Regions from separate parts of the Ovis aries genome. Here region 2 is linked to region 1. A link is a contact called in public Hi-C data. All regions are on one chromosome and are shown on one strand. The core of a region is the stretch at or near the end of the contact, and the rest is flanking DNA. Distances in the headings are between cores, read along the strand shown.

What was found. A called contact is a pair of places that touch in the nucleus more often than the background predicts.
Region 2: a contact with region 1 is called in a Hi-C map of liver, with 2.2 times the contacts expected there. The contact joins two enhancer-like sites. A contact is called at or near these places in 2 of 16 Hi-C or Micro-C datasets (liver and tail adipose tissue).

Annotation. Positions count from the first base shown.
Region 1 is chr15:26,025,278-26,027,977 of ARS-UI_Ramb_v3.0, reverse strand. The region is part of intron 1 of LOC114118389 (a long non-coding RNA gene); the gene reads right to left. Among named protein-coding and RNA genes, the nearest start is that of CADM1, 230 kb to the right of the region's middle. Within about 2 kb of position 1,292, at least 1 of the 54 cell types and tissues checked has an H3K27ac peak or open chromatin away from gene starts, as enhancers often do. A contact at or near this core is called in liver, where this site is marked.
Region 2 is chr15:26,233,309-26,236,008 of ARS-UI_Ramb_v3.0, reverse strand. No RefSeq gene overlaps it. Among named protein-coding and RNA genes, the nearest start is that of CADM1, 440 kb to the right of the region's middle. Within about 2 kb of position 1,353, at least 1 of the 54 cell types and tissues checked has an H3K27ac peak or open chromatin away from gene starts, as enhancers often do. A contact at or near this core is called in liver, where this site is marked.

The DNA of each region.
Region 1 (2,700 bases), core at 43-2,542:
CATGGGATTTTCCAGGCAAGAGTACTGGAGTGGGGTGCCATTTCCTACTCCAGGGGATCCTCCCGACCCTGGGATCGAACTCACATCTCGTACATCTCCTGTACTGGCAGGCAGATTCTTTACCATTGCACCACCTGGGAAGCCACAGGTTTAGCCTAGCCTAGATATAAAGGAGGGCTTTGGAAACAGTTCTGAGCTACAGCAATGCTCAGCCACTTATCAGCCCTGTGACCAGCCAATAATTTAATCTCTCCAGATCATCACTTTCCACATCTGTTAAAAAACGCAATCACATTACATAGGGTTGGTGTGAAGCTTAAATGGGAGAAGGAAAAGGAAGAGGCACATAGTAATTGCTCACTAAATGGTATCTATTGTTTTAAAAGATAGAAAAAATGTATTGCAGACCTACTATATATAAGGTATGTAGAGTATTAAACTCTGGTATTAACGAAGATAAAAAGATAAAAAAGATATAATCCCTGCCTTCTTCCAGTTCAAAATCAGAACTCAAAGGGAGCATGATAGCAGCTCTAAGAGATACAGGCAGCTGCGGCAGGAGCAAAAAGGGGAGGGTGCGTGGCACTGGGGTGAAGCAAAACTGGGGTGTAAACTGAGCCTGTAAGATTGAGAAGAGCCTTGACTCTGACATGATAAAATCTTGCAGAAGCAAACATTTCTGCAAAATCTCAGAGAGAAACTGGATAAAAACAATAGCAATGGCTTCTATTTTCATTAATTGCTTCCTCCAATGTTTCATATTATCTCACTTAACTCTCCCAACAGCTCTGCGGAGACAGGTGCTACTAATATTTCCATTCCATCAATAATCCTGAGGCTCCAAAAGGTAAAGGGACATGCTCAGGATTACAGGGCTAGAAGTAGCCGAGCAGAACTTGAATTCAGATCGTTCTGACTCCAAAGCCAGAGCTCATAATCCCACACTGTGTGTGCCTGGTGGGGACACGTGGGATTGAGAGGAAGACCAGTGTGGCTGAAGCGTAGGTCTGCAACGCATGCCAGGCATTTAGCGCAGGGTTAAATCTAAAAGAAGTTTGAAGAAGAGAAGTAGGAAACTACTGAAAAAGATTCTGGAGTCTAGATGGAGGGGGCAGCTTCAGTTCTTATCTCTGTTTTGCCTTAACCCACTCCCCCCGGGGGGGGGGAGGTATTAATAGCAGCCCTATTAATACCCTATCATGCTAATAACAAAAAAGGGAAGAGCCCTGGGAGGGAGGGCGGTGCTTCGGGAGGTGCACCACGCACTGCGCCCTCTACTGGAGGAAAAGGCCTCCAACGCCCATTTTGCTGGCTTCAGGGTCAGGGCCAGGCCTTCAAATTGACTTTGACTTCACAGGAGAGCTCAGCAAATCCTGCAAAAGCAAAATACCTGGAGGAATACCTCTCCTTCTCTGGAGTTTTGGTAAACTTATTATCCCAATCAATATCTGAGTAATTAGAATCCCCCGTGATCAAAGTGGGGGTGGTTTTCCTTTTCTTTGGCCTCTTTACAGGCCTCTCTTATCTGGAAAAAGATTTCTTAATCTACTTTCCTTAAATGCCCTGAAGGTCTGCGTGCCACAGAGGCCCCAGAATTCCCCAGTCACTTTTTACTTCTTCCCTGCTGCCTGACCCAGCTTGCAGGCAGGCGGTGCTGGTAGGAATAGGCCTTTCAGTTCTGGCCCCCCACAGAGCCCCCAAAGGGCAGGAGTAGTGGGGGAGCTGGGACTCCAGGAGCCCAGAGAACAGAGGTGACTTCACTTCCCGCTCATTCTAAGAGGAAGTAGGGAAGGGCTCGTGGGCAGGGCCGGAGGACCACACCAGAAAAGAAGGTAAGCTAGCTCATTGCTCCGTTTCCACTCTGTACCAGCCAGGCCTTGGGGAATTGGAAGGAAGTCGGTTGGAAGTTTTCCTTTCAGCCCCTGACAAGGGATCAGGAGGCTGAAAGGCATTTTTGTTCAGTCATCCCCGCCATCCTTCTTCTACTGCCATGCATGTCCCACCTATACACCACCCAGACAAAAAGCAGTTATTCAGCCAGCAGGGCCCCACCTCAGGCAGTAAGACCACTTCCTACCTCGGCCTCTCCAAGCCCCTCCAGGACCAGAAGTTTTTTTCTCATGTGGGTCTCCAGAGGGCTGGATGTGATATATGAACGTGAAAAGAGGGGCTACTCCCCATTTGAGGAAGGGGTGGGGGGCCATGGAGGGGGCCCTAGGGCTCAGTCTGGCCTGATGTATGATTTAGAGACCAGGTCCTCTCTGCGTCTCATGATTTAAGAAGTCCCCCCACTCCAGAAACCTAATTACCCCCCAAGATTTTTCTTACGTCTTCTCAGCTTTGCTTCTGAAGAGGCCCTTCCAAGAATGCCACTGGGTTAGACTCATTACTCTGCCGACCGCTTGCCGGGCCGTTTATTGTATTTTTATGAGCAGAGTGCTGTGCTGCCTAATACATTTCCCAGGAAAGATTCTGTGGAGGGGGCTCCGGGACCGCAGCTGCTAACGGGGGAGGAGGAGGAGCAAGATCAGCGTGGACCAGAGCTCACACGTGTGCCCCCAGCCCCCCACCCTGAGGAGGGAGGCGTGAGCCCAGAGAACATAAATGACCCAAGCAGGTCCTACACACTTCTGAGATGAGATGGATAAGCCAGCTGAATACCCACTGCTGGGACACCTTGATAAACATTCCAGAGGCCAT
Region 2 (2,700 bases), core at 104-2,603, 210 kb before region 1:
CATCACAGCTTTCTGCAGGCTGAGCTGGAATCTCAAGCCAGGTCTCGGTGACCCACCATCCCGTGTTCTGTGTGCCTTCACAACTCAGGATAGCGAGGCTTCTAGTAAGAGTTAAGGAGAAGACTAAGGACAAGAATGAGTGGAGACACATTTCAAAATTGATCCAGTGCCGAGAGCTGGAATCTTAATTCCATCCTATGATTTATTAGTTACAAACAAGGGGTTAGGGAGGACAACACAGTTGTGTTGGTTTTGTGTTGTGGTTTTTTTTTTTAATCTCTGAGATGTCCCAAAATGTTTACCTTGTAAATTTGTTCAGTGGAGAGGTGGGTAAACACAAGCTTTCGGAATGTGATCAGCATGGCCAGCCAGAACACCAGGCAGGTTTGCAGAGGCAGATGGAAGACACTGCACACAGCAGGCGGGGGCGGCGGGCCTCCCTGAGCAGGAAGCACGACCTCAGCATGTATGTCGCAGGCCCCACCAAGGCCAGAGAGAGAACAGGCATGCACTGGGCTGCCTAGGTGGTCCCTCGGGGTCCACTCCACCCCCTAGGAGGGCAAGGCCAAACTGTACGCAGCACACCCATTTCAAGCCTCGCTGCCCGCAGTGAAATGCTGTCTCCATGGGTCAGCCTTTCCCATCTCAACAGCCCACATTCCAGCTTGACTACAGAGCTTTAATCAGGCCTGGCCCCAATCAGAGATGCAGTTCTAGCATTCAAAACGCATCCTGGGTGACCACAGGAGAAGGTCAAAGACCCTAGGAGGGAGATGTGGGCTCTGTCTGACAGCTCGATGGGAACCTTATAGGTAGTGAGCACCCTGTCACTGGCAGCATCCAAGAAGTCATCAGATGGTCTTCTACAAAGGACACAGACTCCAGAGTGGCACTGGTCTGAGTTGGAATTCCAGCTCCCCTGTTCATTGGCTTAACTTCCTCCAGCCTCTGTTTACCCATCAGAAATTGGGGTTAATAATGGTTTCAAGCATCTCCTGGGGTGGTTGTGAGCAGAAGGGGCATGAACAGGGCTAAGCACAGAGCCCAGCATTTTGTGAAGTGCTCAGCAACAACAGCGACGAGGTAAAAGCAGTAGAGACGCTCAGGTGAGGAGGAGGAGGAAGACAGAGCTCGCAGGGAGGCATTTAGTAAGGAGGGATCTCGGTGGGTCCAGCCAGAGCAAATACCACCTTACTAGCTGTGCTCCTCTCTGAGACTCTAAAGAGCAGACCCTCTTAGATGGTGATCCTCTTATCCCACAATAAAACCCACCCAATCCCCCTACCTCCCTTGTGAGTCAGATGCTCCCTAACCACACTGGGTTGGACAGCGGGATGCAATTCTGCCAGTCAGAGCACTGCTTGTCAGCATTTTGCAAACCACTGCCTTATTGGCTGTAAGGGCAATAATATCAAAAAGACCTCAGGGTGACTTCACAGTTGGGAAAGATACCTGCCCCTAAGTCATACCCTCTGCCCTGGGCTAAGGGTCAAACCCCTCCCTCCTCACACGCCCAGGAAATTCCTTCTTTCATTTGCTATAAAGTGATTTCTGCTGAAGTGTGTGTTTTTGAAGTGGAAAATTGAAAACGCACGATTCATTCCCAAAGAAAACGGTGAGTTCACAGATGAGAAATCACTTGAGCTCTTGGTCCAAAGGGTTATTTGGCAGGTGTGAGGGGGGCAACCGCACTTTCTCCCTCTCTCGATCCAGAGCCAAGGATAGACTAAGAGCCAGAGAAATGGGGATCCAAACCTCACATTTATTTCTGATCCTGTTAAATGAGATGGCATGGCTCAGGTCTGGCCAAGATGACTTGCCACCGCACCCCTGAACTGATCTGATCCCCTCAAACGTTAAGATTGCCTGGCTAGATCGGAGCCTGCCCCATGAATCTCACCTCAATGCTGACATCAGAGTCTGTGTCCTCTGTAGACAAACCTATCCCAAAAGGGAAGAGGAGAGGGAAGAGAGTAGGTCACGCATAAAGCTGCAAGTGACGAATCACTCTGCTGGGTGAGGAAGGGGACAGCAAGGGGCCGGGGGTGTCACTCCAGGGAGGTCCCTCCATGTGGAAACCAGAAAGTGAAGGGACAAGCACTGCCCAGACTTTTGTTTCCTAGACAATTAACCAATTGGGCTTAACATTTTTTAGGGGGTTGAGGAAGTCTCATAGGTATATCTGTTCATGCCCGAGGACAGCGTCCCTGCTACAAATGTACACGATATCCCACGTTCCCACAACACAGCCAGACCAATGTCCCATCCAAGCAAAGCACGAGCAGGTGCTCAGTACTCCTGATTTTATAAACAATGATTTCCCATCAACCCTGTGCATGCGTGCTCAGTCACATCCAACTCTTTGTGACCCCATGGACTGTATCCAGTCAGGCTCCTCTGTCCATGGAATTCTCTAGGCAAGAATACTGGAGTGGGTTGCCATGCCCTGCTCCAAGGGATCTTTCCAACCCAGGGATCAAACTTGCATCTCAGGTGGATTCTTTACCACTGAGCCACTGGAGAAGCCCCCTTCAATCACATTCCTACCCAAATTTCCTGGTGAACCTGAGAACAGTAGGGCTTCATGGATATCCGAACATTCTTAATAAGGCTTTAAAGCATCTCAGTGCAGCACCAGTGGCTCAGGAAGCCCCAGCCCACAACCAGTGACTTGGAGAGGTCACTGTGGGCTGAACTTTT